Linked DNA regions of Mus musculus: region 1 is linked to region 2. Evidence: chromatin contacts called from public Hi-C data. All regions are on one chromosome and are shown on one strand. The core of a region is the stretch at or near the end of the contact, and the rest is flanking DNA. Distances in the headings are between cores, read along the strand shown.

What was found. A called contact is a pair of places that touch in the nucleus more often than the background predicts.
Region 1: a Hi-C map of cortical neurons shows a contact between it and region 2, with 2.8 times the contacts expected there. The contact joins the enhancer-like site here to the promoter of Emc2 in region 2. A contact is called at or near these places in 2 of 39 promoter capture datasets (the 3T3-L1 cell line and 3T3-L1-derived adipocytes) and 1 of 484 Hi-C or Micro-C datasets (cortical neurons).

Annotation. Positions count from the first base shown.
Region 1 is chr15:43,694,063-43,700,160 of GRCm38.p6, forward strand. No RefSeq gene overlaps it. Among named protein-coding and RNA genes, the nearest start is that of Tmem74, 170 kb to the right of the region's middle. Within about 2 kb of position 1,594, at least 18 of the 459 cell types and tissues checked have an H3K27ac peak or open chromatin away from gene starts, as enhancers often do. A contact at or near this core is called in cortical neurons, where this site is marked.
Region 2 is chr15:43,474,520-43,480,805 of GRCm38.p6, forward strand. Emc2 (ER membrane protein complex subunit 2) reads left to right here and starts at 2,710. Exons shown (of 11, transcript NM_025736.2): 1 at 2,710-2,806. The coding sequence starts at 2,767. Gm10373 (predicted gene 10373) reads right to left here and starts at 2,517. Exons shown (of 3, transcript NR_046064.1): 1 at 2,449-2,517.

The DNA of each region.
Region 1 (6,098 bases), core at 344-2,843, 220 kb after region 2:
TTGTCCTTTCCTTATTTCCAGCTCAATCATTTTGTTCTCTCAGAGTCTTTCTAATCTCTCTATTCAAAATTGTTTGACATCTTTCTATATCTTTCTTTTTTTGTTAGTGCTTCCTACCACCTAAAGTGTGGGAAGCCACATATGCCATTACAAGGTGGCGCTGCCTACCGCTGGCCACCATGCATAAGTTTGGGTAAACAACCAATGTGTACATATGCAGTAAAGTTTTTTGCTGAGTCACTGCCTGGCCCAGGCATGTTAATGAGGTTCTGTGAGGTACTGAGAGCATAACCAATCAGGTGTAGATATGTAAGTGAGGTATGTTAATGAGGTTCTGTTAAGTTCTGAGAGCATAACCAATCGGATATAGACATGTAAATGAGGTAGTAAATGCATAACCAATCTCCTAGGCCTATATAAGCAGCACCAGTTCTGGGCTCGGGGTCTTTTCACCTCTGCAATCAAGCTTTCCCAATAAACGTGTGCAGAAGGATCCTGTTGTGGCATCTGCTTTGCTGGTGAGTTGGGCCCTCACACTAAAGTTCTGTATAAGCATTTGATTTGCTTATGGTCTGCGTTCTCCCAGAAGAATATAACCTTAAAAAAAATGACTTTTTCAGTCACTAAAGGACTAGGGATATCCTCTCCCACTGAGGCCAGGCAAGGCATCACAGTTAGGGGAATGGAATCTACAGGCAGGCAACAAATTCAAGGATTGCTCCCCTTCTAGTTGTTGGGGGACCCATATGAAGACCAAGCTACATATTTGGTACATATGGGGGGCTTTGGTTGGTAATTCAGAATTTGGGAGCCCCTAAACATTCAGGTTTGTTGACTCTGTTGGTACCAGGGGGATGTGATACCCAGAGCACCTCCTCCTTCTTAGAGGAGAAGTAGAGGGAGAAATGGAGGGAAGAACTTGGAGGGGGGCTGATATTGGAAGGTAAAGTGAATAAATTAATTAATTAATTGAAAAAATAACCCACAGTCAGATCACTCAAAAAATGTGTTTTTCTTCTGGTAATCAATGAGGGAGTAAATTCTTTTTCTTTTCTTTTTTTTTTAAATTAATTTATTTATTTTTCGAGACAGGGTTTCTCTGTATAGCCCTGACTGCCCTGGAACTCACTTTGTAGACCAGGCTGGCCTTGAACTCAGAAATTCGCCTGCCTCTGCCTCCTGAGTGCTGGGATTAAAGGCGTGTGCCACCATGCCTGGCTTGGAGTAAATTCTCTTAAAGCAAGTGGAATTACAGAGACAAAACTGTTGTTGCACAATGAAATTGAAGCACAGTCCTGAAAACTCACCTACATGGAAATCTGCTCTTATGCTTCACTGGTCCTCAGACACTATTCTGCGGAGCAGAGCAGACAGACCCAGTTAGGGGTAGGCTGATTCCCTGTCAGCTTTGATGGGGGTGGGGATCCTACTCTTTGTTTCTTTTCAATGGAAATTTTCCCTTTCTTTCTGTTTGCTCTCTCTTCCTTGGAGATGTGGAGTCACTGTAAGATTGGCAAGTTTTCCAGGGAAACCTGGCAAGTGTAATTCCTCCCACTCCCAGTTGTCTGCCTGTCTGCAGAGAATTCGCTCTGGTAGACCATGTGAAAAGTTGCTGGAGGAGGCATTGGACTGTCTTTCCCCCACAGACTGAGTGGGTGAGTGCATTTGCTTCATGGGAAGTTTATTTCTGCAGCTCTCCAGCTGCAACCCTTTTATCTCCATTTGCACTGCTCCATTGTGCTTCAGTTCAGAACTGAAGGGGAGAAAATAACTAGTCACCTAACAGTCTCCTCACATGGCAATGATATTTTCCACAAGCCCATTCTCCACAAGTGCTTAGAAGCTGCTGGCTGAGGAACATGCAGTCATTTGTGTCCTCATAGCAGCTGGAAGCAGAAGGAAACCAAGTATCTTTCCACTTATGCTGTGTTTCCCACTTAGCTCTTTACAGGTTTATTAATCCCTCAATGGGTTTATCTATCTATAATCTGGCGATGCTTATTGTCTTAGTTAGGATTTTATTGCTATGTACAGACACCATGACCAAGGCAACTTTTATAGGAACAACATTCAATTTGGACTGACTTACAGGTTCAGAGGTTCAGTCCATTATCTTCAAGGATGGAACATGGCAGCATCCAGGCAGACATGGTGCAGGAGGAACTGAGAGTTGTATATCTTCATCTAAAGGCTGCTAACAGAATACTGGTTTCCAGGCAGAGAAGATGACAGTCTTAAAGCCTACACCCACAATGACACATGTACTCCAACAAAGCTGCATCTACTCCAACAGGGCCACACCTTCTAAACCATCACACTTACCCTACATCATTCTCTTTCAAGGCAGAAGAGAAGAGCCTTTGTTCTATACCTGCAGTTATCCTATATTCCAGGAACACAAAACCTCACAGGACAACCCCTATGAGCAGGAATCATCTTCTTTTTAATATTTTCTTAAATTTATTTTTATCCACTTTACATCCCAATATCAGCTGCCCCTCTCTTCCAAGTCCACCGCTCTCACAGGTCCCTTTCTCATTCCCCCATCCCCTTCTCATGAAAGAAGGGGTATCCCCACCCTGCATCACCCCTTTTCTACCCCTCACCCCACTTGTACATCAGTCACTGCAGGACAAGGCACATCCTCTTTCATTGAGGCCAGTCAAGGCAGCCCAGTTAGAGAAACAGGATCCAAGGAAGGCAACAGATTCAGGAACAGTCGCTACTCCACTTGATGGGGAATCTTCATGAAGAGCAAGCTGTACATCTGCTACATTTATGCAGAGGCCAAGGTTCAGTTCATGCTTGCACTTTGGTTGGTGGTTCATACTCAAGGAGCCCCCAAGGATCTAGCTTAGTTGACTCTGTTGGTCTTTCTGTCTAGTTATTATCTTATAGAAACAAGACGATGACCCTCAAGCCATGACAGCATGATCATTTATTCTCACTACCTGTGTAACTGGAGCTGAGATAGTGAGCTAATAGATCATATTTTGCCTTACACTGATTTATCGTGCATGTCCCAAAGATGTGGCCACTAGACCTCTTTTCTTTGTTCACCTTCCATTACATCATTACATTCCACATTCATCACATCAGTTTCCTCTGCTTTTTACCACTACTCATCTTATTAATTGATGTATAGGGCTGAACCTAGGATGCTGATACTCTCAGATTAGGATTTTTTGGCCCCAAACTCTTAGCAGCAACTTCTTGGGGAGGTAGGTATTCTGTACCTGATTGTCCTAGAACTTGCAGTGTAGAACAGTGTGGCCTCGAATTCAAAGATCCACCTTTCTTTGCCTCCTGATTGTTGGGATTAAAGGCATGTGTCATCATGCCCAGCTTTCTACACTAGTGGGGATTTCCATTTCATAAACAGGCTGTTCTCCCTGTGGTTGCTAGTTTCTGATTCTCTTGAGTTGAGTTGCAACCACTCTTACAATCATTGCAATTCTGAAGAGACAAATGTATAGCACTCTGATTATATTCACCACATCCAGTGCAAAGTGAAGAATTCAGATAGAATCTCCGTGGTTACATATGTGTGTGTCCTATTTCAAAGTGTAGATAACAAACTACACATCGAAAAATACAAAATTAAGTCTAGAGACATGTACAAGGGAAATTCTGATTTTTTTTTCCCTTAGGAAAAGCAAATCTTATAATACCATATGAGTGTCTACTATTTTAAAATGTTCACAGTTTCAATTTAAATGAAAAATCAAGCCCCTTCAAACTCTAGATTTTTTTCTAAAGAAATCATTATAAAAATGGAATTAGGTTCAGAATTCATAACAAATGAAAACCTTTTTCTTTGGGGTTTTATGAGTATATAGTAGTCATAAAAATCATTTTAAAGTATTCACTTGAGACATTTAAATGTTACACTGTTTTATAGACAATTCCAATCAATATGCTGATTTACACATAAGGGAAATGTTGAATCATTACAGTTTAGAAGGAGAGTGTTTGGCACAGTTAAAAACTGAATCTGTAAGTTCTAGGCAGCTTCATTTTATAAAGATTTACCAACTACCAAGCACAAAGCATGGGGCTAAACCATGGAGACATCCAAAAGATAATCAGAATCAGTGTCCATGACTCTCCCAGTTAGCTTGAGAATAAAGACACGAATTCACTTGATTAAGTATGTGCTACTCTTCTCAGGCTTGGGTGTAGCTTGCTCAGGTATTGGCCAAATATATTAGAGCTATGTTTGAGTTTCAGAATACTGAAATTTTGGCTGGCAAATGCTCTGAAGCATCCAGGAATGGTTCAAATTACATGGTAAGTAAAACCAAACTATAACACAAAATGTCCTTAGAGAATTGAAAGATCTATTATTTTGAGATGTGGACTTTAATCACCATAAATTAAAATTCCAGGGACCAACAGTCTGGTAGTCACTAAGACCAGGTATTGAATGAGAACAAGATGAAATAAAATGAGAAGATTCATAGCCATTGCTGCAAGAGCAGAATGGCCAGCTGGCGACTCATTTCTGGTGGCTACAGGCTGTGTAAATTCTAAGTGTAATGTCTGTCTTAGAGAGACCCCAACAAGCACCAGATTATCCGGGTACAAAGAAAGACATGGATTCTATGAAATCATATAAGTTAGTTAACTATTTTCAGCAGTTACATCTTTGAAGCTTGGTGCATGGGAACCCTCCAAGAAGCAGCAGACAGATAACAAAAGGGGGGAGGGGGAGAAGCATAAACATACCCATGCACATTTGAACTTGCCATATTTGCTCTTTTAATATCACATTGTCTTTAGAGGTGAGTGTAAATCCAGATCTTCTGGATGTATTAGAAATGAGGGGGGAGTTTACAAAGTCAAATCTACAACATTACAAAGGAGCTGGTTGTGTAGTAACAAAAGTTGTGAAGGGAAAGCTGGTATAGCAAATGAATCTCAGAATAATGATTATGAGAAAGAAATAAAAAGCAAAAGCAAAAGCAAGCAAACAAACAAACACTCCCAGTTGGGTGATGAGGAAAGCTCTAGGCTAGGCAGATAGCAATCTGAATCATGGTTCATTTATTTATTTAGTACTTTTCTAGTCTCTAGTAAAGCAAATAATTTGAGTGTCAATGGTAAATCTGAAATTATGACCCTTACCTGATAACTTGAATATAAAGGCTAGAAGATTTTTCTGGTTTATAACTAGTTAATTATTAATGACTTTGGAGATAATTGGCATTTCAGTAATGAAAACTGGAAGCTAAAAGGATAATTAGAGGGGAAATAAAAATAATAAATGCATCATACCTACACTATCAATGTCTCTGATGTAAGAAAGGTAATCAATAAAAGAAAAAGGAGGGATCCGATGATATTTAGATAATAGCAGTAGGTAAAATTAACTTTCACTTTTCCAAGATGGGGAAGATCTGTGAACATAAGGATACTTGGTAAAAATAACCAGCATGAAGGAACGCATATAGAAAAAGTACAGAAAAAAAAAACATAAATCAACATGTAATTTAATGTTTAGCAAGTAAAAGACAATTTTTTCCTTCAAAACAAAAGATATGGACACGACCTAGAGCTAGTGATAGGTGTCTGGATTTTATCCACACTTGTATCAGATACTCAACTTTTTGGTTTTTATTGTGCTCAAGTTTTCCAAGGCAATTGGTAGCTTGCATTCAGTTTCTTTTTCAAGAACGCTTTCTTCCTTTGATTCTCCTGTGTAGAGAAATTCTAGTCCACCAACATGGTTGCTCTGACAAGGTATACTATCCAAAGTCCTTCTAGATTTGCTGATCCAGCTAGACTATAGTCATGCCTTTAATCCCAGGAAACAGAGTTTATGGCCAGCCTGGTATGAAGCAAGGTTCAGGAAAAGGAATCCTTAAGTCCAGAGGTGGTAGTACTAGCCTTTAATCCAGCACTCAGGAGACAGAGGTATGTTAGACAGACACTAACATCTCTCAGTGTTAGCTGCTTGACTTCAGTGCAGTGGAGCTGGTCTGTCAGTTGGGAGTTGCATCAGTTGGGTTGCATCAGCGTTTGACAGGCAGTGCAGTGGAATGGAGTTTGTGGCAGTTCAGTTCATGGAATTAGAAGGCAGTTTAACCTGACAGTTT
Region 2 (6,286 bases), core at 1,460-3,959:
CTCCTCCATTGGGGGCCCTGTGATCCATCCAATAGCTGACTGTGAGCATCCACTTCTGTGTTTGCTAGGCCCCGGCATAGTCTCACAAGAGACAGCTATATCTGGGTCCTTTCAGCAAAATCTTGCTAGTGTATGCAATGGTGTCAGTGTTTGGTGGCTGATTATGGGATAAATCCCCGGATATGGCAGTCTCTAGATGGTCCATCCTTTCATCTCAGCTCCAAACTTTGTCTCTGTAACTCCTTCCATGGGCATTTTGTTCCCAATTCTAAGAAGGGGCAAAGTGTCCACGCTTTGGTCTTCGTTCTTGAATTTCATGTGTTTTGCAGATTGTATCTTGTATCTTGGGTATTCTAAGTTTCTGGGCTAATATCCATTTATCAGTGAGTGCATATCATTTGAGTTCTTTTGTGATTAGGTTACCTCACTCAGGATGATGCCCTCCAGGTCCATCCATTTGCCTAGGAATTTCATAAATTCATTCTTTTTAATAGCTGAGTAGTACTCCATTGTGTAAATGTACCACATTTTCTGTATCCATTCCTCTGTTGAGGGATATCTGGGTTCTTTCCAGCTTCTGGCTATTATAAATAAGGCTGCTATGAACACAGTGGAGCATGTGTCCTTCTTATCAGTTGGAACATCCTTTGGATATATGCCCAGGAGAGGTATTGCGGGATCCTCCAGTAGTACTATGTCCAATTTTCTGAGGAACCGCCAGACTGATTTCCAGAGTGGTTGTACAAGCTTGCAATCCCACCAACAATGGAGGAATGTTCCTCTTTCTTCACATTCTTGCCAGCATCTGCTGTCACTTGAATTTTTGATCTTAGCCATTCTGACTGGTGTGAGGTGGAATCTCAGGGTTGTTTTGATTTGCTTTTCCCTGATGACTAAGGATGCTGAACATTTTTTTCAGGTGCTTCTCAGCCATTCGGTATTCCTCAGGTAAGAATTCTTTGTTTAGCTCTGAGCCCCATTTTTTAATGGGGTTATTTGTTTTTTTGGAGTCCGACCTATTTTTTTTTTTACTTCCATTATCATTCTGGTTTTATTTTTTCCAGTATTTTATCTCCTTATTAAATTATTTCAACAACATACATGAACTTCCTTATTTCATTTTGCTGTCTGTATTCTCTGTGATAATTCTTGAGTCCATTGTGAGTTGTTGTGCCATATTTAAAATGATTTTTAAAATTCTGTATATGAACTTCTATGTTAATCATTTTTGCTGGAGGCCATTTGAATGAGGTTGGTAATTTTTGGCGGTATCAAGTTGTCTTAAATTTTCATGCTTCTTAGGTTTATCTCCTGGGATATGACTATTAGGGGGTCAAATTGTTGCTTAAGACTGGAGGTCAGCTGTGGTGCAGTGCTATGTTAGATTGGTGTTCCAGGTACCAGGCTCTATCTTTTGACTGCTGCTGAGGGTTGAGTTTGAATATTTCCTGTTTGCAACTATTCAGTAACTAACCCATTTTTCATAACAGTAGATAATAACTGAATACAAAATGAGTATAAAATGGATGCTTTTTAAATATTAGTTCTTGAAGTGGTGAGTCAATGGCACTGTGTATACTGATAGTATGGGTGGAAGGGAGGCAAAAGGGTCACAACTGCAGTGTGACTAGCAATAAGTATTGGGCTGTTATACTGGAAGTAGAGGAGATTGGCCCACATAGGATTTTAAATAATTGAGTAAAAGCAAAAATGGGGGGGGGCGTGTGGGACATTTGGTTAATGATAGACTAAAATGAAGAGGTAAGTTTAAAGTAGGTCTGCATTTGAGCTTTCAGAAATGGAAAAGTAAGAGGAATGGGTATAAGAAAAGAGAAAGAGGAAAAGGAGAGATAGAGGTAGACATAGAGATAGATAGATATAGATAAATAGAGAAGGATGGAGGAAAAGCAAAAAAGAGAAAGAAACAGTATGGGATAATATTTACACTGCTCCGTTTTATCAGAGCATTGGTATGAATTTGACTGAAGCATTTAATATTGTTTTGAATGAAATATTTTTTTAAGTCTGCTTAGTCTGAGGAGAAACTTTTTTGTTTATATGGAGATTTTAGTCAACAATAGTATCACATCATATATTTGATATTTTGGTAAAAGCTATTACCTTCCAACATGGTAACTATTAGAAGAGATAGATAAGTTAATTAATTGTAGTAATAATCTCAAATCATTACCCTATACACCATATATATATATATATATGTATATATATATATATATACATATATATATACATATATATATATATATTCTTTTGTCAATGATACTTCATTAAGGCTGAGGTATCATTGAGGACTGTGAAAGAATTGAATGAGTCTAGCTAAAGGAAAATAAAAAAACCTGGAGCGGCAGACACTAAAGACATTACATTTGATAAAATCGCAGGAAAAGTAGATAGTTATCTAAAGTTGCAGTAAAAGTAGAAAGTTACCTCAGCCCAAGTACCTCAGCCTCAGCTGTCTGTCACAGACTCCTTCCTCAGCAGCTCCCTCAGCTCCCCGCTGGCCCCGCCCCGCCTCGCCCCGCCCTCCGGCCCCGCCTCTCCGGCTTCTTCCCACTAGTCTGGCCACTCAGACCTCTCTGGCTCCGCCCTCTCTCCTCTTGAGTGGTTTACAAATGAGAGGAAGATTCCGCCCACTCCCCGCTATCGACCAATAAAAACTGGCTTCGTCATTTGCCACTTCCCGGTCGCGGGTGAAGTGCTGCGTCTCCCCGCCCTCTCTCCTCGCCGACTCCGGGTTCTAGGAAGATGGCGAAGGTCACTGAGCGTTACGATGTGACTTGGGAAGGTAATTTTGGGCGGGGAGGGTGCAGGAAGACCCAAAGCCCTGGGAAATGGTTTAGAATTACCCAGAATCCCCGGAGAGATTCGTACCCGGTTGTGTCCTCCGTCGGGCAGCTCTCCCTGAACTGCCCGAACCGAGTGGACACTGGGGCTGGTTCCTTCCTGGGCCCGGCCACAATCTGCGGCGTACCAGTGTCGCGATTGCTGGCCCGTACACCGATCCACCTGCCTCTCTGCGCACCGGTTTTGTCATCTACTGTTTAGGAGGCAGGAGGGACGCGGAGCTGCGGCTGTCACACAGCATGTGGTTTCTGGGAGGCGAGGAGGCGGGATCAATGTGTTGAAGCGAAGAGATAGTCCAATGGGATCTGTTTCTTCAACATGCACTTTCCATGGGTTTAGAAAGTCTCCCCTTTTAACTTCCTTGGCCAGTCCTATTTAAAGCACACACAATGTAGCTTCCTACTTACTTTCTGCCAACTAATTCATTTTCTGAAGGAGATTGTAACTGGTTAAATTGGAGGTATGTGTTCACATGTGATAGTCTTATCCTGTCTGATTGACCAAGAGTGGAGAATCTTTAAATAAAATATTTAAATCTTGGATCAGTTCTGTATGAGCTGTTATCTCTTTCAAAAAACGTTGGTGGGAGTCATGCTTAAGAAAATAAATGGGTGTTTTTAAAAGCATGAGATTTCTGTCCATATTCCCAGCAGTTGGCACAGTACAGTGTACTTCAGTAGCTAGTTTGCCCATTGAATACTTTTGTGGGATCTTTAACATGTAGAGTGAAATTTACATGAATTGTTTGAATGCAAATAAATCTCAAATAGTATAAGAAGGAAAAGATTTTATATTGAATAAAAAATGTAAGTCCTAGTTCTTTATGTCATATAAGACAAATGTTCAAAGAGTTTACAGTTTAATGGAACAACAGACCTGTCAATTCATTTTTAAAAGGTTCATGTCAACACATACCCTTCCACTGTAAAGTAGATAGGTTAGTAGGTGTTCCTTTCAATGCTTTTAAACATGTTATAAATACCTTAAGATTGTTGAAAAGTGATATTTTTAAGGTATGTGAAGGATAGCTTTTAAAATCTGTTAATGTGTACAAATCAAGGACAAAGATTATGTTACTGTTGGCAAGCAAAATGATTCTGCGTAGCTTCATGCTGTCCTGTGGGCATTCTAAGGTATAGCGATATAACTAGATTTGGAATAGTGACTGCTGTGTAATTTGTTGAGCAATGAAAGAAGAAATTATTTTTAAAGTGGTCAGTTAGCTTCTAACCTGAGAGAAAAGATTTTGTTGTTGGTTGATAGTTTTTTTTGTTTGTTTGGTTTTTGTTTTTCGAGACAGAGTTTCTCTGTATAGCCCTGGCTGCCACTCTGTAGTCCAGGCTGGCCTTGAACTCAGAAATCCACCTGCCTCTGCCTCCCAAGTGCTGGGATTATTATGTCATTCTGCTGAATGATCTGGCTCTAGATGGCATCTAGCTGGAGCCACTGCCTGTCCCAACTCTGAGCTGGCTCAGCTTGTCTTTCCTAGATTGCCTAAATTGGCATATACTTGTCTTCGTGGTTGGCACAAGTGATTCTTTCCATCAACAGAGTTCTCCCCTCATAGCCTCACTCTTAAATGTTAGTCTCTCAGAATCGTGCTCAAAAGTTACAGGTTGCAGTACCCTTAAGCACGCATCTTCTCACCCCTGCCACCATATTTACAAGAGAAGTAAAGAGGAAAAAACACGAAAATGAAAATCTCAAGCAACTGAATGGAACAAAACCTCCTGGACTATGTGCTTTCTTTCTATTGAAGCACTTGCTTGCTTGTTTTACCTCAAATTTTTTTCTCTGTTAGAATGAAAGAAACTAGGCCTACTTTGCTCACTTTTATGTAACTAGTGCTTGGCACAGCGAAGAAACTATTTACTAATTGACTGAATTATTCAAAGTGTTTACAACCAACACTAATAAGTTGTCCATGCTTTTTCTAGCTTTCTGGCCACTATCTTATGTGAACCTGGGCACCCCAGTGACTAGAACACAGTTTCCTTATTTTGTAAAATGAAGGCTTAATTTTCCTGAAAACCTGTTTTATGAGAATATGGATGGTTGATGAGATGACACTCAGATGGAGTTTTGTTTGGATATGGAGGACAGAGTCAGCTGTATCCTTAGGACCTCCATTAGCATCAGAAATGGATCCAAAGAACACAATAGAGTGTGTATGTGTGGGGTGTCTGTGTGTGTGCATATATATGTCTCTTTGTGTGGTGTTTGTTACATGTCATACATGAGAGTGTGGGTGTGCATAGGCACAAAGATGCCAGGAGAGGGAGTTATATATCTTGCTGTACACTCTTTATTTGAGGCGGGGTTTATCACTAAACCTGAAGCCAGGCTAGAAGACTGCAAACGCCAGTGAGCAATATCTCCTCCCCTGACCTCTTTCCTAGTGCTGGGGTTAGAGCCAAGCAGGGCTCTTTATGTTTTGCAAGGGATTCAACTCAGGATCTTATGGTTGCAAAACATGGACTCTTACCCAACAAGAGCTCTTAACCACTGAGCATCTCTCCAGACCCTGTAATTTTTGTAATAGGAATGCATATAAAAGACTTTAGTAAGTTTAACACTCTTTTAAGTCTCAAATAGATGATATAAACAAATAAAATGTTCATTTCGTAAGCCAGTTGAAAACATTTGTTAAGTAGAATATTTAGAATTTAGACTTGTAAGGAAAGTAGTCAAGTTTCTTGAGAATATATATTTAGGCATGGCTGGATAGGGTGCCTTGTGCAGAGCCTAGCATAATAGATGTGAAATGAGTTTTTAAAATACTGTAGAAAATTTTGTTTGTATTCCTCCCTTTTTACTTCATACCTTAAGAAGCCACAATTTTGACAGTTCATGGATGCAGTTTCCCTCTCATATCTAGAAGACATAGTCTCATAGCTGACATTATGGTTTGCTGACTCTCAACTTTTCGGCCACATTTTTGTGATTTTCTCTGAGATTGAGGTATAGGCACTGCATTGTATAAGTATCAACAGTTTGGTTTCTGTATCTTACTTTTTCTTTAAGGTGCTAGGAAAACCTTGTGCCAGTTCAAATGTTTATATTTTATATATCTGTTATGCTTACCATTACAAATAACTCCCTCTTTGTAAGATTTTGATTTTTTTTTATCTTTTTGTATGTATGTGTGTGTATGTATGTAGATGTCGTAAGTTCCTGCCAGGTGTTTGTCTATTGATTTCTACCTAATTTTACAAAACAGTTTTTCCCACTATATCTTGAACTCACTCATTGGCTGGACTGATTGGCCCGTGGGTCTCCAGGATCCACTTCTCTGTGTTCTTAAAACTAAGGGAGAGTGTCTCCATGTCCAGGTTTTTGCAGTGGTTCTAGGGATTGGAACTAAGGTCTTTATCTATCCTTCTGCAGTAAGCACTGTATCAGGTGAATTGTCTTTCCCCCC